Regions from separate parts of the Mus musculus genome. Here regions 2, 3, 4, 5, 6 and 7 are each linked to region 1. The links are chromatin contacts, called in public Hi-C, HiChIP or PLAC-seq and promoter capture Hi-C maps. All regions are on one chromosome and are shown on one strand. The core of a region is the stretch at or near the end of the contact, and the rest is flanking DNA. Distances in the headings are between cores, read along the strand shown. Region 1 holds the start of Slc41a3 (solute carrier family 41, member 3). Region 2 has its middle 18 kb from the start of Chchd6. Region 3 has its middle 73 kb from the start of Fbln2. Region 4 holds the start of Wnt7a (wingless-type MMTV integration site family, member 7A). Region 5 has its middle 7.6 kb from the start of Vmn1r40. Region 6 overlaps Txnrd3 (thioredoxin reductase 3). Region 7 overlaps Fbln2 (fibulin 2).

Region 1 (3,091 bases), core at 469-2,968:
AGCAGACATCGGCACCAGTCGGGGATATCCTGGCCCATCAGCAGGGACCTCCATGAAGGTGACTGAAGATTCACTGGGAATGTTCAAGTGTCTAATGAGAATACTGTCACTGGTGCCTCATTCAGGCACTAAACACTACCATTCAGAAGCATCCTACTGCCCGGAGAGATTGGCCTTAAACACAGGCCTGTGAGCACCTGCTCAACAGTCAGGTACTAAGCATCCCTCTGGCACAGCACACAAACTGATGCCCACTTGACTGAGACAGGGAGATTCTAACACGAGGCGGGTGGGCTGAGTTTCTGGGATGGATGGGTTGCCTCTTAGCTGCCCACTATGTAGAATAAGGAGAGCACATCTGCACTTTATCTTCTTGACTTTATAGAACATTCCGGTGGGAATGTACGGGAACCCAAACTCAGGGTTCGAATCCCAGTTTCTCCTCTTCGCAGATGTGTGACCTTGGGAGAGCAAAATACCATCCACCTCAGAGTATGAACGGAGCGCTGTAAGACCCTTTATCCTAGGGTACCTTCAGAGGTTTTGCTTACTACCAAAAATATTAAGAGAACATTTCTAGAAATAAAGAATTTGTAGGTTTTGTGCTCAGTTCTGAGCAGCATGGTGGACCGATTCAGTTAACACTACACTGTCCCTCCTAGAACATGCAGCACTCCTCGGCATAGGGATCTATGCTGCAGATGCTGCCCATCAGCTAGTCACCCTCTCAACAGTTGTTAGGGTGGCTGAGCTGTTGGCCAAGCAACGCTTAGTCTACTTAATAATGGCACAAGTATAGTGATGGTGACAATTGTATCACAGTATATGATTACACCTGCCCTACCTTAGGGGTGTTCATCTTTTACTGTGTCTAGTTCACAAGTTAAGCTCTACCATAGGTATGTATATTAGGAAAACAATCTATATGTCTGGATATCATTCCAGGATTCAGACACTCTTTGGGAACATGTTTGTAACTCCCTGCAATAAGGGGAGATCACTATACCCTTCTATAGTATATTTTCCTTACAGGGCACTTGGCCTGACTCCAGGCTCTTCTGTACTACTTTACAGTCGTGGTTCTTAAGCTACCATAGTACCAGCATGAGGCCAGCCAGCGTCAGGAAGCAGAGCAAGCTCATCTAGATATCTGGGTCAGGTTGGAATGGCTGCGTCTCTAAGTGGTCTCCGTGGCGAAGAAGCAGTTTGAAAACCTGAGTTTTAAAAGATTTATAGAAAGGATCTGGTAGACTGAGGGATCTTCTCAAGTCTGAACAACCTCTAGCTTGACAACCTGGAGCGCAGGGACAGCTCGCTGAGCCTGCCTTAGGGTGGTCAAGGATGATCTCGGGGTGCTGAAGGAGTTAACCATAACCCCTAGAGTCAGGCGCTCTGGGGTTCATCACAGGCAGAGGGAGAGAGATCAGCGGGGCGGGTCCCTGCAGACCTTTGGAGCGAGGATGCCACAAACTGACCCGCCCAGTGTGCCTAAGACAGATCCTGTGCCCCACGCCCCATCCCGAGGGCCATTGACGCTCCGCTTTCCCTTGGCTTCCCCGGCTCCCAGTCCAGCTCCTGCCCGCGCTTACCGGTCCTCTCCCGGCCGGCGGCGAAAGCGAGGCGGCCAGGCGCGCGCTGGACACTGTGGAGGCCTGCGGCGGGAGGAAGCGAGAAGGGCAGCAGGCGGGCCAGCCCCGCCCTGCCTAGGCGTCCAGACAGAGGGGCGGGGCCACAGGAGGGGAGGGTTGCTGGGCGAGTGTTGTGGGCGGGGCCAATCCACAGAGGTGGCGCTTGAAAAACCCAATTTTTAAAGCCTTTTAGTCAGGACAGCTCTCTGATCGAGCAGTGGGGTGTGCAGGGATGCTCCCTGGGTGCCGAAGGACCCAATGACACGCCTCAGAGGCGGTGCCGCTTGGGGTGGGGCCAAGAAAGAAGAAGCTAGACCCCGGAACAGGACCATGAGTAGGGCGGGGTCACGGGCGGGGCCACGGGCGGGGGCGGGGCTGGGCGACGGAGTAGCCTCCAGTAGCACACTGCAAGGGCCAGCTTCCCTTAGGATACACATTTGCCTGTTCAGTTTTCAATCTGACATTTCTGAATATTTCACCTTTGAACACTTGTGTATGTGTCATGAAAGTTCTTCTGTCCTTCAACATGTGTGATCCTCTCACTCTTATCAAGATACAGCCTTGGAAGACTCAGCCAGCAGTGGTGAGCCTCAGTGGACACCAGCTCCTACAATCTATCCCGTGCCCCCACTTATGGCTCTTGGCTGATTCAAGAATCCTGAGCCCTGGCTGGATTCTAAGCTGCCAACTGCACCTGCAGAAACCGGATGTGCAAGACCTGTAAGACAGTAGTTTTGAAGAATACAACACAAAAAAAGTATGACAGGGCAAGGCCCGGGGAGATGCAAGCCCAGTTCCTGGATTCTGTCCCCAGCAAATGAAAAACAAAACAAAAACAGATGACAGTGTTCCACATGTTAGGAGAATTTACAGACTGGATGGCTTACATTGTCAAAATATAGTGCTGAATTCCAAGCTCCCAAAGTGATTGCATTTGTCAATCCAGCTTATGTAAGAGGTAGCAATGAACAAGTGAAGTCACAGGGTGCAGTCACAATGCGACTGGAGTCCTCTCAGGAAGAGACCCTGCCAGCTCATTCTCCCTGTGTGCATGCAGGTGAGACATAGAAAGACAGTAGGAGGGAGGCGTCACCAGGAATAGCCATCCATGAACCTTGAACTCCATGTTGATATGCTTTCATTTATTGTAACAAAATCAACTTATACAAAGAAAAGGGTTTATTTTAGCCCATACTTTTGAAGGTTTCATAAAGGTTTAACGAGTTTGATTCCCAGACTGAGGCACTGTGGGCAGGTGGGGGGTAGCAGAATCTTAGGTCTGACTAGAACAGGGAAAAGCAATAACTGGTGTCACAGTCTTGAAGAGAACCCTGGACCTCAGCCCCTGATCCCTCCATCACAAACCCTTTGATTAAAGGCTGACCCAGAAAGCCCTGTGACAGTGAAAAGGAGAGGCAGAAAAGACAACAGGAGGTTCACTACCAACATGGCAACACGTGAGT
Region 2 (3,340 bases), core at 67-2,566, 990 kb after region 1:
CAGGATGCAATTCTGTAACTGTACATTTGCTTAACTGCTTGGGGTCACAGAAACCCTGTGAGGGGCTGGGGGTGGTGAGGGACGCTCTCCCCTTGCCTGTTGCAGCCTGGGATGAGGGAGGGAAGTACACTTCTTTAGGGAGGAACCCTAATGTCCACATTCCTTCTGGATCCTTGGAATGTCACCATCAGGTAAGGCATTAACTAGTTACCCTGAAGCAAGTCCAACAGTCACTGATTCAATAATTTAATGAATGTCAATGAGCCCTGGGTGCTGTCCTAGGTGCTAGGTCTAGAGCCAGTAGCTCAGCTGGCTGCCCTTTGGGTCCTGTGAGCTCTGGCAAAGCTCATGGCTGCTCTTGAGTCTAGAGCCTGTATTTTGGTCTGGCTATGGCCACCGAAGACTGGACCTGTTTCAGGTGAGCTAGATATATACGCAGTTCCCTTCAGATACGGCCTGGGAGCAGAGCAAGACCTCAGCAGACAGAGACCTGGAAGCCCAGCCTTGCCCTTCAGATAACAGAATTAACTCTCTCTCTCTCTCTCTCTCTCTCTCTCTCTCTCTCTCTCTCTCCTCTCTCTCTCCCTTCTCACCCATCACCCCCACCCCCACCCCCACCCCCAACCCCATGTGTGTAGGGAGGAAGGACAGAGAGGAAGCAGTCCAGACTGAACAAGCCAGGCTCACAGCAATCCCAGAGAGCTCTGAGCCCATTTGCTTTATCAAGCTAACTTCTCTTTTTCCCTGAAATTCTCGGCCATCTATGTTCCTGTCCTCTCCCACACCCAGGCATCCCTGTCTGGGAGTGCTCTGAAAGGTGATTCCTGTGGCAGAGTCAGGGGAAGCTGGCCCTCCAGAGCTCAGCTAAGCAGCCATCCACTTGGTTAAACAGTCAAACCCAGGGCCAAAGCTGAAGCTTAAAACTCTGAAAGGCAAAAAAGGAAATTGGGGCCAAGGAGGTTGCTCCTGACTTTCTGCTTGAGCCACTAACACCGCTTGGCTAATTTCTCCCATCTGGAGGCTTTGTCTTGCACTGAGAATTTCCTGGTTTTCTGGGAAAGCAGGTGGGGACCTCAGCACACGGCTTTGAAACAATGGACTGAGCAGCTTCATTGTCTGAGCTGACTTACTCCTTATCTGCAGTGACTAGCGCACAAGCCTGTGTGCACGCACACACACACACACACACACACACACACACACACACATACATACACGCACACACTTGGCGCAGACGCAGCATACTCCCGCTGCATACACAGCACACAGCTAACAATCCAGCCTTGGCAGGAACAGATGGCTGTGCAAATGGGGGCTTATCAGGGCTTGGAGAAAAGGGCTGTAAACAAAGGTGGAGTGGGCTGGTTTTTGTAAGGGATGAATGACGATAGTCTCAAGCAGCCATAGCCCTCTCAGGTCCTCTGGCACAGTCTGGTTTAGGGGTAAAATGTGTGACCAGGACTGGCCAGCGTGACTCCAGAAGATGGCTTTGGGAAAGATTTCCTTTGTGTGGCGAGAGAACGTTGTGTCCTGAAGCCTGGGTAGCATGCACTTTATGGGCTGAGGCATTAATCATCCTCAACAGTCAGAAAAGCATGAGCCCCACCCCCACCCCACTGTGTCTCATTCTGTGTCGCGGGTGGGAACTGATGCTCCAGTCGGTCCAACTGAGAGATGTGGCTGAAGAAGCTAGGGTTCAACTGCAGGAGGATGGATGTTTGCGCCATCTGGGCCCAGTCTCTCCAGTCCCTTCTCCCTAGTGGCACTGGACCTGGGGTCCACCCAGTCTTTCCATGGGTGCACTCTTCATTTGGCCTCCTTCTCCATGCAGGGACCCACTCCTCACCTGAAGTTTTCGGACTTCAATATAGGGAGTTTGTTTGTTAGTTTACTTAGTGAACAATGAAATAAAAGAACAAAGGCAGGCCATGGAAGCAAGTGTCTTTTAAAACCCTGGCCAGGTGACACATCCTCCTGAGGTGGAAGTTGCTGGAAATAGGGCCGCCCTCAGCAGGAACATACAAAGACACTTCTTCCACACAATCTGCTCCTGAAGTGCTGTGCCTTGGTTCTTGGTTCTTGGTTCTTGGTTCTTGGTTCTTGGTTCTTGGTTCTTGGTTCTTGGTTCTTGGTTCTTAGTTCTTGGTTCTTGGTTCTTCATGCTCCTCCATGTGCTCGATCTCCTGCCTGCTGCAGGCCTGTTTTCTCAGATGGACAGGAGACGCTGATGAGCCCTGTCACTGTCTGAGTCAATTTCCTCTTCCTTCTTCAGGACAGACAGCTCCTCTCAGCCACTGCAAGCAGGGGACTGTGTGGCCAGTCCCACCAGAGGAATGGCAGGGACATGTGTGGTCCCTCCAGTCTCCCAGCCTTGCTTTTCCTGCTGACTTGACAATGGAGTCTTGTTTCCCCACCAGCGGTGTAGTTAAAGCATGAGGGGGCCCTGTGAGCCAGGATTGCCTTCCTGTTTACCCACATTTTGAGTGAGAAATAAAACATAATTGTGAAATGTCATATTACCAAAGAGATCTTCATATTCAGCGCAACATTCATCAAAATGCCAATGACATTCTTCACAGGACTAGAAAAAAAGAATCCTAAAATTTCTATGAAAGCACAAAAAAGCCCAAGGAGACAAAGGGATATTACAGGGTTTGCTAGAGCAGTGGTTCTCAACCTTCCTAATGCTGGGGCTCTTTCATACAGCTCTTTGTGTGGTGACTCCCCCAACCATAAGATTATTTTGTTACTATTTTATAACTGCAACTTTGCTACTGTTATGAATTGCAGTGTAAATTATCTGTGTTTTCCCGATGGTCTTAGGCAACCCCTGTGAAAGGGTCATTTGATCCCAATGGGGTATTGACCCACAGGTTGAGAGAAGCCTGTGCTAGAGGCATCTCTATATCTGCCCACAAACTACCACAGAGCCGTAATGACAGGAACAGCCCAGGCCCCAAAATAGACACAAAGACCCACAGAATAGAACAGAGGACCTAGAAATAAGCCCTGTAGCTACAGCCACCCAAGTTTTGACAAAAGTGTCAAAGCATACGTTGGAGAGAAGACAGCTTCTTAGACAAGTAGGGTTAAAAAAAAAACCTGGATATCCACATGTAGATGAATGGAGATAGATTGGTCTCTAACTCTGCACCAAAACCAATATCAAGTTGATCAAAGACCTCAATGAAATATCTGAAACTCTGAAACTGTCAGGCAGAACATGTCAAAATTCAGGTACGCAAATACGTTCTGAAAAGAATCCGACTAACTTAGAAAATAATGACAAAAATTGACACATCGAATTGCATGACATTAAAAAGCTTCTGCACAGCGAAGG
Region 3 (3,233 bases), core at 583-3,082, 680 kb before region 1:
TCTGATTGCTCCCATTTCCCAAGAGGAGGCACCGAGGTTCGGAGAGCTGTACCTCGGGTTTGGGGGAGTACAGACCCAAGCGTGAGCACAGAGGAACTGGAAGGGAGCCCTGAGGAGTTCAGCCTGCCTTCTGGAAGAGCCCCCTACTGGGCGTGCCACCTGTCCCTCCTCACAGCTGCGTTCTGCTGCCCTCGTGTGGTCAGAAAGGTTGACGGGGCTTCGAGCCTCTAAAAATTTGCGCGAACAGAACAGACGTGGTCAGAAGGCAAGAGTGTATGGGTAAAGAGAGAGAGCACAGCCCCGCCCTGGAGTCCTTCTCAGTTTCCACTGACTCCCTGTAGGCAAGCCACTTCCTACTCTTTGTCCTAGCAGATCTGTCTAGGACAGTCTTCCCTGACTTTATCTCTTTCCAACAGCGTCCCCCAGCCCTACCCATTAGCCATGATGTGGATGTATTGATTGTCCCTGTGCAGAAGTGAACCTGGCCTAGGTACTTCGCGGTAGAGGCTTGGAATGGGCCCTCTTCATCACCCTACATGCCTCTAGTCAGCGAACTTGAGCTGATTCGGCTGCAGGCCCTCTAATGTGTCAGGCAACAAGCCCCGCACTATAAGCATTCGCCCGCTGCGGGATGCTGTCCACTACAGTCTGCACACCAGTGGGCAGCCTCCGAGGGGCGTAGACTGTATGACGCGGGAGGACAACCGAGAGCACAACGACCAAGGGCGACGGTCTCTGCTGGGAGGAAGAGGGTGGTCTGGCACTGAATTTGCCTCCCAAATCAACCTGGGGGAGCCTCTCATTGTTCTTGTCTCGCCAGGAGGAGAAAAGTTTAGTCTAAATGCCGTCTGGTCCTCACGAGCACCTGCCAGGACACAGTGCTCAGCGACTTGCTTCTCTGTGTCTCCACTGCTGAGGCCCCGCATCGCCCAACCTACTAGTCAACCGTGCTGTGATGGGCAGGAACATGTGTACATCTGGGAGTGATCCAGGTTTCCTGTCGCAACCCGGTGAACCCGCTACTCGCAGCAATCTCATCTCACAAGGCAGGAAAATCAGACACCAAGAAGTCTAGGAACTTGCCTATGTCTCACAGATGGGAAAAGGCAGAACGGAGATCTGAATTCTGCGGGACAGGACAGGGCCGTGGGCTGCAGTGTCTAAGCCCTGCTCTCTACTGAAACCCTTAGCGCACCAGCCCTGCGATCTGGAGCAGAGACCTGCAATCAGCAGGGCTCAGAGTGTGTGATCTCCGGGTAGAAAGTTCTAGGACCTGCGCCTCGGCTTTCCGCGGACCAGCGCCTAGCGCCCCTGCGCCTGGATAGCTTTCTGCCAGAGCCACCGCTCGGACACACGCACTGACGATCCGCGACGCTCGCAGCGCCTCCTGGTGGCGTCCAACATCCTCAGCGGCGGTGGCTTTGGCGCACGCCCTAGCTGCACTGGCCAAAGGCGGCTGGCCACGCTAGGGACTGGCACTCAGCAGCTGAGCTTCGCCACCTGCCGCTGGAGTCCGGGCTCTTCCTGAGAGTCCCGGCATGCCTGCCCCATGGCTCCAAGCCAGGCTGAAAGTCAGAGCCCGGAGTCAACGGCCCGACTTCACCGCGGCCTCCCCGTGAGCAGCTGTCCCGCTCTGGATATGTGGGCCCTGAAGAGGGACCCGGGAGTGTCCACCTGTGGCCACGCTGACTACGCTGCGCACCCGCCAGGCCCACATCCTGCCCCGGTGGGCGCGAGCAGGCAACGGCGCCCACCCTGCTTATCACTGCAGAACGGAGAGCGGGAAATGCCAGGGCCCGGGGCACGGAAAAGGGCGGAGAGCTGGTCCCTAAAGCCACGTGGGTTGGGAATATGCCTCTGGGTCAAGTGCCCAGGGACTTGATCTTCCGGCTACACTGCCCTGTCCTCGAGAGCTTTTCAAACTGGTGACGCAAACATCAATTTGGGGAGGGAAGGGGAGGGGTGTACAGCCAAAATAATGCCCCCCTCCCTGTGCGGCCCCGCCTTAGTCACTGGTCTCTTCACAGCTAGATCTCAGGCTACGGGGGATGGGGAAGCCGGGGGAGGGGGAAGCCGAAGGCAGGCCCAAGTCTAACAAAGGACTGGATGCTCCCTAAGCCCGAGCCAAGACTGTTTCCATGGTAACCCTCTTCAAGGATAAAGGAAAGGCTTGGTTCCCCCAACACGATGCTACTAGCTGTGAGAAGGGGAGCTGAGCCTTAGAACACAGGTAGGGAGACTGAGTTTGGGGAAAGGATAGGGACATGTTGCAAGTTCCCCTACTATCCAAGACACCCAGGTTTCCCACTGAAAGTCCATCATGTTTCCTAGAGCACCTGTTTCCTGAAGCCCCCGCTATTTCACACTGAGGACAGGAACACTATCTGTAAGTGACCAAGCTCTGAGGAAGCTACACTTCTCTAGGGAGAGGAAGAGCACGGTGGTGAGGAGGGTCATCATGGAAGACCTGGTGGCCAGCAAGGGCATGCCTGAGAAAACACATGGGGTAGTGGGGCCTTCTGGAAAAGAGGAAAGGAAAGAGGCCTTCTGAACATCAGGAAGCAATGTCTGGGGCAAAGGGAGTGGTCCCAGGCCAGGCAGCAACTTTAGCCTACCGAGCATCTGGGAGATGTGGCGGCTCCAGGGAACCCTAGGTGGGCAGGGGTAGGTTAGCCCAAGCAGTCAGGCACTGCAGAAAAGGGCTGTATCCACAGAAGCAAGTCTCCTGCAGAGGCACGCTGGGGCATTGGAGGCTAGCAGCAAGAGAGACATGGGGCAGGGATCAGGCCGGAGCAGCTAGGTCTGCACACGAGGATGGTCTGAAATAGAGAAGCTTACGGAGGGATGGGGTCAAGTTCGGGAATGTCCTCAGAGTTCATTCTGCAGAACTCACCAGGGGTGTGAATGTTGGGGAACAGAGGGGGGGAGATCTAGAATGTTCTGGGGTCCAATAGATAGAATATGGGAGTGTGAAAGAGGAGTCATATTTCTAGCCCAAAGCAATGGAGTTGCCAAGGGGCTATCTCTCCTCCCTCCTGTTCCAGCTTGGACTACCCTATGCACACCTTTCTCATTCACCCCTCTCATGGTCACCCAACCCACTGCTGCATTTTTGCTCTGCCCATAGACTGAACATTTTGACAAACACAACTGTCGACTATCTGAAAAAGACCTGCCTTTCCACTGAGCTGTGTGCGCAAGGTTGTTTAAATTCTCTACAAACATTTCTTTGC
Region 4 (2,926 bases), core at 277-2,776, 810 kb before region 1:
TCATGCCAAAACGGCAATAAAAGTTCTCCAGCACAAATGTCCCATCTGTCCCTGAACCCATGTTGAAGTCTCCCTAGTCCAACAGGCTCCCCAGTGTCCAATTCCCTTCCCAGCCCCCATCAGTGTCTCCATGGGACACCCAGAGATACACACACACACAAATGAGTTACCTGCTTTATTCTCCAGGGTCTCCATTGGACTCCAAACTCTTCTAGGAATACAGTCCCCCTCTCTTCCCTCCACATCACTGGCTTTCTTTCTCTTCATCCTTGCTCCTCCTTCACCCACTCCTAGCTTCTACCATAATGGGCCCAAATCCTGTGATCTGCTGCGGACAGCCCAGCCACTTCCTCAGAGCTAAAACAAACATTTTAGTGCACAGAACCCTCTTTCCCATTGCCCGGTCCCCGGTCCTGTGACCTTCTCACCAGCCGGTGCCATCTGAAGCTATGCATGTGCTTACTGGACAGGGCTCCTGTACGTATCCATTTACCATCATCTGCACCTGTCAATGAGGAAGCTATCACAGGCTTGCCCAGAGGCAAGGAAGGCGCGCACAGAGAACTCCTTGCAATGGAGATTGGTTGAACAATGTAGTGGCCATATTCTGAAAGCGCCCCCCCCCCAGGCTGTACCCAGACCAAGGTCTCCCGTGTTCCTTGAATCCACGGTTGTCAGCATGGCTGGCGCCAGTAGCCCGTGGACGCATGCGTGAACAGCGGCTGTACATGAAGGTATGCATGAAGAACTGCAGTCTGGAAGGCTAAGCAGGCCTGGAGTGGAGAGAAGAGTAGGGGTCACTAGAGTTGGGGCTACCTTGTTCCAATCTGGCTATTCACCTGTTAGTGACTTTGAGTTTGACTTCACCTCCTCAGTTTCTCCAACTGAAACTTGGGCTGCGTGTCTCTGATCAGAAAGACAAAAGGCCAGAATGCACCACCTGCCGCACCCAGCAGGTGTCGCCGTGAGAGCGCTCTGAGCTTTCACCTGCGCGTGTTCTCAGGTTCTGCTACTGGTCATTGGGCTCCAGTCCAATTCCAAGTCTCCACCGGTAGCAAGATTCCGGAGGATCCTGTCACGTCTCGCCTTAGGTGCAATCAGCCCCTCGCACAGACGAGGGTGAGGAGAGAATGTGTGGGGTAGTAGTTCTGCAGGAGTCTCCACCCCAGTTCCCTGTTTCTGGCCCGTGTGACAGAGCTCTAACAAGGCGTGAGGGTTCTGAAATGAGCCTATATCCTCTACACCCAGAGGATGGCCCTTGGGCACCTGCTGGTCTCAACCTGCGAGTTAGCGAAGGATGCTAGGCAGGCAGGATTCCACCGCCCTCCACCCCCAACTCCGCTCCACGCCCCCGCCTCCCACCGCCGCGAGCTCGGAGGAGCGCCGCGGGAGCGCGCTCGGGGCAGACATCCTCGACCCGCGGGCGCTTGGGCGCGGGGCGGGCGCTCCGGGAGGCGGGCGGGGGAAGGGCGGAGAGGGAGGGGCGGGGGCGGGAGGCAGCAGCGCCCCGCAGTCCCCGCGCCTCAAACACTTGCCGCGATCGCTGGCGCGCAGCGGCGCCCCTTGTTGCGCTTGTTCTCCCCTCCTCTGGCTCCGCGGCTCCCGCGCTCTGGGACAGTCTCCAGTGCCTAGCGCGGACCGACGCACCGACGGACCGCCCAGGGAGCCTCGGCCCGCGCCCCCTGCGCAGGCTATGTGGATTGCCCCGCCGGGCCCGGCTGGCGGGATCAGCACAGCCCGGCCCGTGGCACCCGCCACCAGCGGGGACTATGACCCGGAAAGCGCGGCGCTGCCTGGGCCACCTCTTTCTCAGCCTGGGCATAGTCTACCTCCGGATCGGGTAAGCACCGCGCGCGTTCTTTCCGCGCGTGCGACGGAGGCAAAGTTGACTGGGCCCGGGAGGGAGGCGCGCTGCCCAACTTAGCTCAGGAGAGGCAGTGGGAGGTGCAGGAACCCTGAGGGCACAAAGGCTCCCCGTGAGCGGACAACCCAGGGGCGCACGCAATTCCACAGACTCGGGCAGGGGATCGGCCATCCCAAGGATCTCAGAGTCAGGGATACCTCCAGAAACAGACAGTTAAGTGTTTCTGGAAGCGAATATCTGCTCTATGGGGTCCCCAGGAACCGCCCCACCCCCCGCCCCTGCGCGCAAGCCACAAGCACAGTAGATCCGGCAGGACCACAGCCACCCCTAGAGAGCTCAATTCCCAGCAGGAATTCTACGCGCGATATTGTGAGCGCAGCCCTTTTGCAGACAGGGCTACTCATGTAGCAAACGTGGGCCCAGGACTGGGGGTGTTCCCTGGCAAAAGCATAAACCACCTTTCAGAGCTCTGGCACCGCCTCATTTCCAGCGGCCCTCAGACCCCCTTCCCAAGCTAGGAGGACAGCACATTTAACAATCAGAACCAAATAGTACGACCAGAGATAGTTAATGGCTAGTCGGAGACACCAAGGAGAGACGCTCTCTAGCCGCCACCCAAAGAAAGCAAGACAGCCGACCCTGGGGTCGCTGGGGTGGGAGCCAAAGAACCCAGGCGTCAGGAGGTGGGGCAGGAGACACTCTAACTGGAAAGTGGAAGCAGGTGGCTTCTTGCGCTGCGTTGCGCGGCCTCTCTTTGTACTTAGGAAGTGACTTGTGTGCAGCACGGTTTTGGGGACGTGGGGGGCTTTAATCATAGACAGAGGTCCTAGCGCCAAAGGGCTACCTTGGGAGGCTTCACACCTGCCTCTCTCTATACACCCCTACTACCTGTGAACCTCCTGTCGCTGCCTTGGGAAGAACTGGACCCAAGGCCAGGGGGCGTGTGTGGCAGACCCTTTGTGTTTCTCCGCCGCCACCCTCAGGGTTCCCACTTCCCCAACCCCACCTCTCTGGAATGGGATTTCAAAACCAAGTGCGCTCTGAGTGGACTAGGCGGCCTCC
Region 5 (3,372 bases), core at 313-2,812, 900 kb after region 1:
TATTCAAACCAAAAAAGTCAAGTCCAAAACAGTTCTAGACAGACACAGAGCTGAAGACATTATATTAAGCTGAGGGTTTACGATTTCCTTGATAAGTCGGGCGTAGTGGTGCACACCTTTCATTCCAGCACTTGGGAGGCAGACGCAGGTGGATTTCTGAGTTCAAGGCCAGCCTGGTCTACAGAGTGAGTTCCAGGACAGCCAGGGCTACACAGAGAAACCCTGTCTCGAAAAACCAAAAAAAAAAAAAAGATTTCCTTGATACCATGAGAAGATCTGTAGGAAAGAATAAGCTTGAAAATTCACTGTGTGATTTAAGTGCTGAGACAGAGAGTTATATACTTTTAAAAAATGAATGCAAACCAAAAATCTATGGATATTCCAGAGGTGTGCAAAATTGATGAATTTTAGGAGTTACAGAAAATGGATATCCTAAGAAAACATGTTTGTTACCCATGCAGAACATAGTCCTCTGTGCTGAAGAGCCATCAGAGCTCAGGGTCTCCAATGTAGACACTGAAAACCTCCTTGTAGCCTGGAAACTCCTCTGACCTCAGCCTTCCTGGTATTCTGCATTTGGGTGCAGGACACTTACCAATATAGACATGGCAGGATAGGACTCTATGCCTAGGGAGATCCTGCACAGGATTAAGGGAGTCTTTAATGCATGTGAGCAATTTGTAATTTTAGTGTCCGTAGAACGTGACAAGTTCTCACTGTGGAGCATGGAGACCTGGCACTCCAGTGGAGCATCTTCCTTGCCTTTGATCTTACTCCCTGTGATCTGGATAACAGCCATCAGGGGAGGGCTGGGCACAAACTTTATCTGAGTTATCTTGCAATACCTTCGGGAGGGATCAGAAAGTTTGCACCAATTAGACAACTCTAACTTTGCTCATTTTGAACCTGAGGTATAATCAATCCCAAACCATTTCATATTTAGCAATAGTTTCTGCTCTGGGAGGAGAAACTCCTGGGCCTCCCATGACTTACCATCAGCTCTGAGGCTTATGCCTTACAGTGTTAATTGGCAGCGTTTGCTGGAACAGTACTCAGGTAGAATGTCAGGATTCCAGGTAGAATTGCTTCTGTATGCCTTAATTTCCATATGCTCAGCTTCAGGATTCTTGCCGTGAGTAAAATTTACAAATAAATTTAAAAAGAAGTGATAGGAAAGTTTAGAGAAAGAGAGGCACAGCTGAAAGTCTTTTGTGAGGCAGTCATGGGCACCTGAAACCAGCATAGGCAAGGTTTAGCCTAAAGTCCTACTACCACCTCCTGTTCACTCTCTGCTTTGTTTGGGTTCAAGATGTGACTTCTCAGTTTCTTATTCCAGCAACCGTGCCTGCTGCTTTCCCACCATGACAGTGCTGCTCTCCAAATGAACTGGAACATTTCTCAGAGGTTAAGAGAGATCTGACTCATGGATGATTCTGTAGGGAACTAGCCAAGTCCTGAAAGAATGTGGGTAATTTGGCATTGGCACAGCTCTGTCAATGACCAGTGACTTAGACCCAAGGAAAGGACAAAACCTTCCCTGAGTAAAGCTTGGTGGGATGTCAAAGCATTCCTGTGGTCCAAATAGGAATGTTCTCGGTGTGTGCAGAGAATGTCCACCATAGCTTCCCCTTGCCCAGATACTTAAAGCCTGAAGACTGACCCCTACAGGACAGTTATCCCTAAGAGCAGCTAAACCTGCCTCCCTGTTCAACTGTATGCGATAGCCTGCCTCCTTTTTATACATATACAATGACATCATTTCCTTTTTTGTCATTTTTATTGGATATTTTCTTTATTTACATTTCAACTATTTTTCCCTTTCCAGGTCTCCCCTTCGGAAACCCCCTATCACACCCTCCCTCCCCCTGCCTCTATGAGGGTGCTCCCCTAACCACCTACCCATTCCCAACTTCCCACCCTGGCTTTCCCCTTCACTGGGTCATCAAACACCCTCAGGCCCAAGGGCCTCTCCACCCACTGATATCCAACAAGGCCATCTTCTGCCACATGTGCTGCTAGTGCCATGGATCCATGCATGTGTATTCTTTGGTTGGTGGTCCAGTCACTGGGAGCTACAGGGGTCTGGCCTGTTGACACTGCTGCTTCCTCCATGGAGCTGCAAACCCGCTCAGCTCCTTCAGTCCCTTCTCCAACTCCTCCATCAGGGACCCCCACACTCAGTCCAATGTTTGGTTGCAAGCATCGCCTTTATATTTGTCAGGCTTTGGCAGAGTCTCTCAGAAGACAGACATATAAGGCTTCCATCAGCAAACACTTCCCAGCATTCACATTAACTTCTGTCTGGGTTGGGCCACTGTATAAGGTATGGATGGGCAGTCTCTGGATGGCTTTTCCTTCAGTCTCTGCTCCACACTTTGTCTCCTTATTTCCTCCTATGAGTATTTTGTTCCTGCTTCTAAAAGGCACTGAAGCATCCGCATTTTGGTATTCCTTCTTTTTAGGGTTCATATGGCTTGTGATTTGAATCTTGGGTATTCCAAGTATTTGGGCTAATCAGTGAGTACATAACGTGTGTTCTTTTGTAAATGGATCATCTCACTCAGGATGATATTTTCAAGTCCCATCCATTGCCTGTGAATTTTGTGAAGTCATTGTGTAAATGTACCACATTTTGTGAATCCATTGCTCTGTTGAAGGACATCTGGGTTCTTTCCAGCTTCTGGCTATTATAAATATGGCTGCTATGAACATAGTGTAGCATGTGTCCTTCTTATATGCTGGAGCATCTCCTGGATATATACACCAGAGGAGTCCCATAGCTGAGTCCTCAGATAAACTATGTACAATTTTCTGAGGAACCAACAGACTGATTTCCAGGGTTATTTTGATTTGCATTTCCCTGTTGACTAAGGATGTCAAACATTTCTTTAGTTGCTTCTCAGACATTCGAGATTCCTCGGTTGAGAATTCTCTGTTTAGCTCTGTTCCCCATTTTTTAATAGTATTATTTGCTTCTCTGGAGTCTAACTCCTTGAGTTCTTTATATATATTGAATATTACCCCTCTATCTGATTTCAGATTGGTAAAGATTTTTCCCAATGTGTTGGTTGCTGTTTTGTCCTATTGGCATTGTCCTTTGCCTTACAGAAGCTTTTTAATTTTATGAGGTCCAATTTGTCAATTATTGATCTTAGAGCATATTGGTGTCATGCTCAGGAAATTTTCCCCTGTGCCCATGTGCTCAAGGCTCTTCCCCACTTTCTTTTCTATTAATTTCAGTATATCTGGTTTTACGTGGCAATACTTGATCCATTTGGACTTGAGCTTTGTACAGGGAGATAAGAAAGGATCAATTTGCATCCTTCTACATGTTGACCTCCAGTTGAACCAGCACCATTTTTTTTTGAAAAT
Region 6 (3,176 bases), core at 159-2,658, 940 kb after region 1:
GACAGTAGAGGAGACAATGAACCCAGCAGATCCACAGCGTACCTTTATTTTATGCAGGTCCACAAACTCCCCGAAGGAGTTGACATAGGTCACGCCTTTCTCCCGAAGGGTTACCCTGTAGCCCCAGTTCAAGGAGCCAATGTGGCTCTGGATAGCTTCTGTCATGGCCTCCCAGTTGTGCTTCACTGAGAAATAACCAGGATAAAGGAACACAGTGAGGTTTTGTTGCTGGTATTTCCTTTACTTTGGAAACAGGGGATTTCTCTGTAGCCCAGGCTGGCCTTGAACTTGTGATCCTCCTGCCTCCCAGGAATTATGTGTGCACCACTACATCCAGGCAGATTGTTTGATCACATGAGCCACTGTTTTAAAGACAAGATCATGGTGCCCCTTAATCTTTCCTGCTCCTGCTATGCTTTCATCTTTCAGCTTTACATTACAAAGTGTGGGAGAGAGAAGAGACAGAGTTCTGAGAAGAAAAAGCCACAGAGAGGTGCGCATCCCACATGGTGATGCCCACCATGCAAGGGGGGGGGCACTCTGTCACAGGGAGCACCTCCCAGAAGCCCTTCTTACACCGTGGGGCGTATGCTTCTCCCAGCCCCTTGGGTAGGAAGAAGTCCTCCAGTTGAGACAGACACAGAAACCCTTCTCCTTGGGCATTGACAGGTGCTGAGCACTGTACAACACTGCTAAAATCACAGGGTATGTTCACAACATAAGCTCTGCTTCTGGTGTCCATTTGCCTAGAGATGAACAAGGAAGTTGGGAGATGGGTGACCTGACTCCCTCCTTGGCAGCTGTTACAATGTCCCTTGTGCCCTGGCTGCCATAAGCAAGAGGACATACAGCCAGCAGGATGCCACCACAGCCATTTTGAACACTATACAGATACCTTAAAGAAACTGTACAACCACCACAGCTGCCTGTTCCAGCTCCAGCCAGGAGCAGGTGCAGCCCCAGCCAGGGCTGACTCAAACAGTCTGCACCACATTCTCTGCTGTCCCGAGCCTTAGTGACCACTTGATGACTCTGCAGCCACTTTCTAAGGCCCAAGTGGGAGTTCTTCCTCCAGCAACCCAGCAGAGAGACTGCTGTGCCTGGTGCTAAGAGAGACAGTGATTTGACTATGACTGATGCAAATAGAGGCTTTTCCTTTGTGTGGAAGGTTTGTTCTGGTGGTGGCAATGTCCCTTCTCTGGACATAAGAGTGTTCCTCTCATTCAGCCAATCAGGGTGTGGGAGACCTCTCCTGTGCTGCCTCCCTTAGGGTTGTAATATTAGGCCAAGTAAAACACTTATCTCGAGGTGGCTACCTTGTGTATTTTTAGTAGAGTGGGCTGAACTGAGAACAGCAGCAGGGACAGCAGACTATGGAGCACCCACTGCTATAACAGCTGCAACAGAGGTGGAGCTGGGAGAGCAGCCAGCGGGCAAGACTACAGAAGAGGGGAGCCAGGTTCCAACAGAGGCCTTGGTAGCAAAGGAGGCGGGGCTGCTCTGGATGAAATGGACAATCAGAGGCCAAGCCCTGAAGCCAAGGTCAGGGCTTTGGGAACCATCAGAGTTCTTGACAAGGGGCAGAGGTAGCAAAGACTCCTGAAGAGTCAGATCTGTGTCACCTACAGATGATGGCTGCCTGAAAAGCAGTGAGTTGAGGCAGCCATGACAAACTTCAAAACTCATATCGCCTAGGGATGGGGAATCCCGACTTCCTAAGCCTCCCAAGATACCCATCCCTCCCTGCTGCTGATGCGGCTCAAGGCCTGTAACACTAGAGGGCGACATCCTGCTGTCACTCCTTCCTGGTGAAAACCACAAACTGCTACAAAGCAACACTCTGGTCCTTACATTTCTTTATAATAAATGAAGTTTGAACTCAGAGTTGCCTTTTGTCTTACAATGTTCTATCTGACACAAGGCTAGGATTCAACTGCTGGGCCTTTCTGCCACCCCTGCCTCTTCTAGGTGGGATTCCATCTTGTCTAAAAAAGCTGGATCTAAAAGCTCATACACAACTGCATAGTTCCACATTTATATGACATAAGGGCCTGCCTGCCTGGGGAATCTGGTCATAACTAGATGACAGCCCAGAAAAAATCGGCAGCCAAGGGTCATGGCCTGCCTCTGTCGTTCCCTCCCTCCCTCCCTCTCTCCCTCCCTTTCTCCACACCCACCCCCCCCCCAGAAAGCCCCTCTCCTCTCCAGTCCCCAGTACAGTCAATGTGGACATGGGGCCTTCCCAGGACACTAGCTAGGGTAAGGGGAGCCCTAGGCTTTTGCATCCTGGAAAGGTTGTTTTATATACTCTCAGATGCAAAGTTCTTTACAGAGGCACATTTCTAAGCCCCACCCCTTAAAGACCTTTCCTCTCTGGGGAACTTTGACTACAGGGGTCCTATACATTCTCTTCACAAGCCAAATGACTTTTACTGTAAAAAGTAGGGTCCCAAACATGGCCGTGCATCAGCCTGCATATCCCGTAACCACGTCCCAGATCCCCTGAGTTTTCCAGGGAGACTGACTGGCCAAATCTAGGGCCTGGCTGTGTTCCACTCTGTGTCTGTTCCTTCCGAACAAACCGGATGAGAAAAGTCACCCTCTGTTCTGAGAAAGCTCAGCTCGTCTCACAAGTTTATTTTCAATATAAACTTTAAAATGATCACTTTTGAGCTTTGAAGGAAAAAAATAAGGTCTCAGATTGTGATGGGTCTGCATAGTCATGAGATAATCTTGAGATATGGCCTCTTCATAATATTGAGACAACCCCTCTAATTCATAGCACTAACAGTCTTCCCATGTACACCGCTAGCTTTGCTCCAAGGCATCTCGTCATTTTTGTCATTTTTCACTGTATTTTTAGCTTGTTATGGCTGGCAAGTAAGAAATGTGATTTTCACACTAACTGAACTAATTAATTCTAATATTGCTAAGCTCAATCTTTTATATGCTCTAGATATATCATATCATAACGTCAGACCTTTCCATTAACCCTTTCTTTCCAAGCATGTGTCCATTCTTTCCTAACACGCTTCATCATGCACTGGCCAACAGCATTAAAGTCGTGCACTAGGTGGGGCACTATGGCCATGCACTAGGTGGCTCTGGAGCACTGTGACCATTCACTAGGTGGCTCTGGAGCACTGTAGCCATGCACTAGGTGGCTCTGGGGCACT
Region 7 (3,306 bases), core at 377-2,876, 660 kb before region 1:
CTTCCCGTTGCAAAGTCCTCAGAGCAGGGCTTTGCCATTCCTACTCTCTGCAGTCCAGCCAGCATAGCTGTGGAACTTTCTTAAGAGTAAAGCATATAGGGGGCCCTGGCAGAGGCCACACCAAGCTGTCCCCAGCTTCTAGGCCTCAGCTTCTAGCTCAGGGAACCCTGCTAGCATTCCTCCTGGGGACTAATGCACCCGGTCTCCATGGTGACCTTCAGATGCAGATGCCTCTTTTGTGGAGTGGGGAAACTAGGGCTCAGAGAGGTTATGGACTTCAGTGAAGCCACACTCATCCCAGCATGGTCCTGCTCCTCCCCTATCTGAGTTCCTGCACCTGAGCAGAGCAACTGCAGAACCCCCGAGCCCCCAAGTGATGTTGGCTTGAAGTGGGAGGAGAGTGACTGATAGCTTGTGCAGAATAAAGAGGGAAGCAATGCAGAGCTGGTTCATAAATCTTGCTGAATGGAATGTATCTTGGCTTTCTCATCCGTGGGCTCATCTTTCAGCCGCTAAGAACCCTGCAGCAGAGGTCATAGCTGCCAAGCCAGGGAGTGGCAAATGGGGGGACATCCTGAGAGGGGACCCACATGCCTCCCAGCGCACACACACACACACACAAACCCAGTCCACCCAGGAGGAACTGCCATCACTGGCAAGCACATCAGGAGGGCCATGTTGTACCGTGGGTGCAGCGAGGCAAACATGTCAGCCAGCACTGCTGCCCAGCGGTGCAGGGGAGGAAGAGGACATGTCCAGGCTGGACATGGTCCCCAAGCACAGGCAAGACAGACAGGACTCTGGCCGCAAGCCCTGAGCACTGTGTGCCCTGGTCCCACCTCCACACCTCTGTCCCAACTGTCTTCAAAACTGTCCTGTTTTGTGGCTTTTCCCATCGCCAATTCCCACCCATCCTTGGGAATAGGTGGAGCTATTCCTCTTTCCTCTGGGTGCCAGTTGGCAAGAGTGAAGTCTCCCTTTGCCTGTTTCCCCATCATTGCATCAGCCAGTCTGCCTGACTTCTCCTCTACTCAGTGTTATCTCTGAGATGCAGGAAGCCAGGGCTTACATTTTTTCCTCAGTGAGAATACCAGGTAACTCAGACACAAGACAGTATGGAGTCCTTCCTTGTCCACAGAACTCCAGAATCCCAGCCCCGGCCTATTCAGGCATAGATAGACAAGAGGCCCAGCCACGTGCAGGTTTACACAGGGCTCACATCTTCCTTGTCCATTGAAGGAAGGCTCAGAGGGGAAAGTAACATTTGTTCAGGGTCACACAGCAAATGGATGTTGAACTGGGCCAGCTGGACCAGGACAATCTACTTGCCTCTCGGGAGATCCCAGATAAATCTACAAGCAAGCTAAGTGGCCGAGGTAACAGGATGTGTGACCCAGACTATGTGCACACGGCACATGCACCCGAATCCTCGTCGCTGTCAGTAGCTTCCAATAACTGAGAAAAGACAAGAGCCAGAGCCACTGGGGTCCTGCCTCCCACCCAGGCCTCCCTGCTTCCACACTGCTACATGGCCCTGCTGTCCACATCTGGCCTTCCTGTCTCTGGCCCATCCCTGAGACATCCCATTAGCTTTCTGAGTCACGGGCATATCTGGGAACACAGCCATGGAGAACAAGCGGGACAAGACACCAGGACACGAGGGTATGACACAGAGCTCGGCAGGCTGCTGTGTGGGAGCTCACATGCAAAGGGTAGTAGGCCCTTTAGCATGTGGCACTATGTGGTGGGTTGGCGTGGAGCAGAGCAGACAGCCGTGACGTGGGCGGCGGCAGGCAGGGGCTCTAGCTTACCCACACACTTCCTATGTGCGTTGAGGATATAGCCCTCTGCACACAGCACTGTGTGGTTGACACAGTAGAAGGATCCCAGGGTGTTCACACAGAACTGTTTCCAGCTACAATCGTGAGTGCCCATCAAACACTCGTCTTGGTCTAATGACAGCCACGGAAGGAAAAACAGAAGGCTGTTAGAGAGGCGTGTCTGCCAGGGGCATCCGGGGAGAGAGAGATAAAGAACCTGTGTGCGCCTGTCAGGGGGCAGCTGAACCTTAGACCCAAGTTGAGTTTGTAAAACTCAAAGATGTTAGAGCTGCCCCTACTGCCCAGTAAGGGCAGATGGAGAGAGACTCAGAGAGGATAAGCAGCCAGCCCAGAGTAAACCCCAGGCAGCAAACTTTCCCCAACCCATGCTTGGTAATAATGCCCAAGTCTACAGCAACCAAAGAGATAACAACAGTAGGGTCTGAAATTTCAAGGGCTCTGGGGTTCCAGGCCAGTATCATTCACAGAAGGGGATGGGGAGGAGGGCTCCAGAGGCTGCCAGGCTAAGGCTATACAGAAGGGCCTCCATGAAAAGAAGCTTTATGAAGTTTCTCCAGAAACTCAAATCTGGAGATATTTTTAAAATCCTCAGGCTGTCCCAGCAGAGAATCCCTGTGATTATTCCTGAGAACAAAAGGAGACAGGCCTCCTCCTGTGTGGGAGCTGTACATGCCCTCACAGGTGTGTCTTTGCAGCCTCTGCCCTGTTCCCCTCCACTCTTCCTGCTGCAGTGCGCCAGTGTCTGGCAGAGGCAGTAGACTGGGCCTCGGGCAGCAGGTCCCTGAGAGGGGTCAGAGCTGAGAGCCCTGGGGAGAATCAGAGCTCAAAGAACACATTATCCCCTGGGTCTGTTGTCTCCATCATCAGAGAGAAAGGCCAATCAGTTGTCACCAGGCTCTGTGCTTTAGCACCTTCTCTGGACTCACTGGAGGGTGTCAGTTACATACAGAGCCTCTAGAGTATGTGGGATGTGAGCTTCAGAGAAGAACGTGGGCATCCTTTTGGACAAGCCTGATCATTCTATGCAGATATTCAGACCATGCCTTCTGAGCCTGAGCCCATACATATCCTAGACTTGGCTCTCTATCCTGCTTCTGCTAAGACAGGAGGGGTAAGATCCTAGGACCCTCAAACTAGTTCAAACAAAACTCACTGAGGAAGCCAACCAATAGGCGTCAGAACCACTGTTCCCGTTGTATACTGTGTACTGAGAGGTCCTATCTACATGACATTGGTGGCGGTGAGCTTCCTCTGCCAGTCACAATGACATGAAGAGTGATGTTCTTCACTGTGACTGGCAGAGGAAGCTCACCGCCACCAATGTCAATTCCCTCTCCATGACTGCAGGCATGTGGGGGAGGAGGTCACTTCTGGATGCTGCCACCAACACAGTGACACATCCAACACAGTGACACATCGCTCCCTTCTCTCTTTCTCCACCTTGGGCTGGAGCATGGATGAACTC

Evidence for each region. Promoter capture Hi-C pulls out the DNA fragments that hold promoters and counts their contacts. Hi-C and Micro-C count contacts between places; a contact is called where the count stands out from the background. HiChIP or PLAC-seq counts read pairs in DNA pulled down with a chosen protein or histone mark.
Region 2: a promoter capture Hi-C map of hippocampal neurons shows a contact between it and region 1, with 2.4 times the contacts expected there. The contact joins the enhancer-like site here to the promoter of Slc41a3 in region 1. A contact is called at or near these places in 15 of 39 promoter capture datasets (the 3T3-L1 cell line, 3T3-L1-derived adipocytes, the HPC-7 cell line and 10 more) and 1 of 9 other capture datasets (embryonic stem cells).
Region 3: a Hi-C map of cortical neurons shows a contact between it and region 1, with 7 times the contacts expected there. The contact joins the enhancer-like site here to the promoter of Slc41a3 in region 1. A contact is called at or near these places in 2 of 39 promoter capture datasets (hippocampal neurons and pre-B cells), 1 of 15 datasets of contacts at CTCF or cohesin (embryonic stem cells), 8 of 484 Hi-C or Micro-C datasets (the N1E-115 cell line, cortical neurons, embryonic stem cells and 2 more), 3 of 115 datasets of contacts at active chromatin or transcription factors (bone marrow-derived macrophages, kidney and pancreatic cancer cells) and 1 of 9 other capture datasets (embryonic stem cells).
Region 4: a FOXA1 HiChIP or PLAC-seq map of pancreatic cancer cells shows a contact between it and region 1. The contact joins the promoter of Wnt7a here to the promoter of Slc41a3 in region 1. A contact is called at or near these places in 3 of 39 promoter capture datasets (the C10 cell line, cranial neural crest and hippocampal neurons), 3 of 484 Hi-C or Micro-C datasets (cerebellum, cortical neurons and embryonic stem cells) and 3 of 115 datasets of contacts at active chromatin or transcription factors (embryonic forebrain, neural tube and pancreatic cancer cells).
Region 5: a contact with region 1 is called in a promoter capture Hi-C map of embryonic stem cells, with 15 times the contacts expected there. The contact joins the enhancer-like site here to the promoter of Slc41a3 in region 1. A contact is called at or near these places in 7 of 39 promoter capture datasets (the 3T3-L1 cell line, 3T3-L1-derived adipocytes, embryonic stem cells and 3 more) and 1 of 115 datasets of contacts at active chromatin or transcription factors (pancreatic cancer cells).
Region 6: a contact with region 1 is called in a promoter capture Hi-C map of stem cell-derived epiblast-like cells, with 7 times the contacts expected there. The contact joins the enhancer-like site here to the promoter of Slc41a3 in region 1. A contact is called at or near these places in 20 of 39 promoter capture datasets (the 3T3-L1 cell line, 3T3-L1-derived adipocytes, the C10 cell line and 12 more), 1 of 15 datasets of contacts at CTCF or cohesin (embryonic stem cells), 4 of 484 Hi-C or Micro-C datasets (embryonic stem cells, induced pluripotent stem cells and liver), 3 of 115 datasets of contacts at active chromatin or transcription factors (bone marrow-derived macrophages, embryonic limb bud and forebrain) and 1 of 9 other capture datasets (embryonic stem cells).
Region 7: a contact with region 1 is called in a promoter capture Hi-C map of hippocampal neurons, with 2.1 times the contacts expected there. The contact joins the enhancer-like site here to the promoter of Slc41a3 in region 1. A contact is called at or near these places in 4 of 39 promoter capture datasets (3T3-L1-derived adipocytes, the C10 cell line, hippocampal neurons and 1 more), 4 of 484 Hi-C or Micro-C datasets (cortical neurons, embryonic stem cells, myocytes and 1 more) and 1 of 115 datasets of contacts at active chromatin or transcription factors (bone marrow-derived macrophages).

The regions. Positions count from the first base shown.
Region 1 is chr6:90,603,507-90,606,597 of GRCm38.p6, reverse strand. Slc41a3 (solute carrier family 41, member 3) reads right to left here and starts at 1,718. Exons shown (of 11, transcript NM_027868.2): 1 at 1,590-1,718.
Region 2 is chr6:89,611,762-89,615,101 of GRCm38.p6, reverse strand. No RefSeq gene overlaps it. Among named protein-coding and RNA genes, the nearest start is that of Chchd6, 18 kb to the right of the region's middle. RefSeq lists an enhancer at 1-2,063. Within about 2 kb of position 1,316, at least 57 of the 459 cell types and tissues checked have an H3K27ac peak or open chromatin away from gene starts, as enhancers often do. A contact at or near this core is called in hippocampal neurons, where this site is marked.
Region 3 is chr6:91,283,765-91,286,997 of GRCm38.p6, reverse strand. No RefSeq gene overlaps it. Among named protein-coding and RNA genes, the nearest start is that of Fbln2, 73 kb to the right of the region's middle. Within about 2 kb of position 1,832, at least 64 of the 459 cell types and tissues checked have an H3K27ac peak or open chromatin away from gene starts, as enhancers often do. A contact at or near this core is called in the N1E-115 cell line, cortical neurons, hippocampal neurons and 1 more, where this site is marked.
Region 4 is chr6:91,409,953-91,412,878 of GRCm38.p6, reverse strand. Wnt7a (wingless-type MMTV integration site family, member 7A) reads left to right here and starts at 1,526. Exons shown (of 4, transcript NM_009527.4): 1 at 1,526-1,840. The coding sequence starts at 1,770. It overlaps Gm30437 (a long non-coding RNA gene), which reads right to left and starts at 1,551. Exons shown (of 2, transcript XR_377869.4): 1 at 868-1,551; 2 at 163-773.
Region 5 is chr6:89,704,956-89,708,327 of GRCm38.p6, reverse strand. No RefSeq gene overlaps it. Among named protein-coding and RNA genes, the nearest start is that of Vmn1r40, 7.6 kb to the left of the region's middle. Within about 2 kb of position 1,562, at least 19 of the 459 cell types and tissues checked have an H3K27ac peak or open chromatin away from gene starts, as enhancers often do.
Region 6 is chr6:89,658,468-89,661,643 of GRCm38.p6, reverse strand. It overlaps Txnrd3 (thioredoxin reductase 3), which reads right to left. Exons shown (of 16, transcript NM_001178058.1): 7 at 43-185. Among named protein-coding and RNA genes, the nearest start is that of Txnrd3, 16 kb to the right of the region's middle. Within about 2 kb of position 1,408, at least 12 of the 459 cell types and tissues checked have an H3K27ac peak or open chromatin away from gene starts, as enhancers often do.
Region 7 is chr6:91,258,276-91,261,581 of GRCm38.p6, reverse strand. Fbln2 (fibulin 2) reads right to left here. Exons shown (of 18, transcript NM_007992.2): 9 at 1,812-1,952. Among named protein-coding and RNA genes, the nearest start is that of Fbln2, 47 kb to the right of the region's middle. Within about 2 kb of position 1,626, at least 103 of the 459 cell types and tissues checked have an H3K27ac peak or open chromatin away from gene starts, as enhancers often do. A contact at or near this core is called in 3T3-L1-derived adipocytes, hippocampal neurons and myocytes, where this site is marked.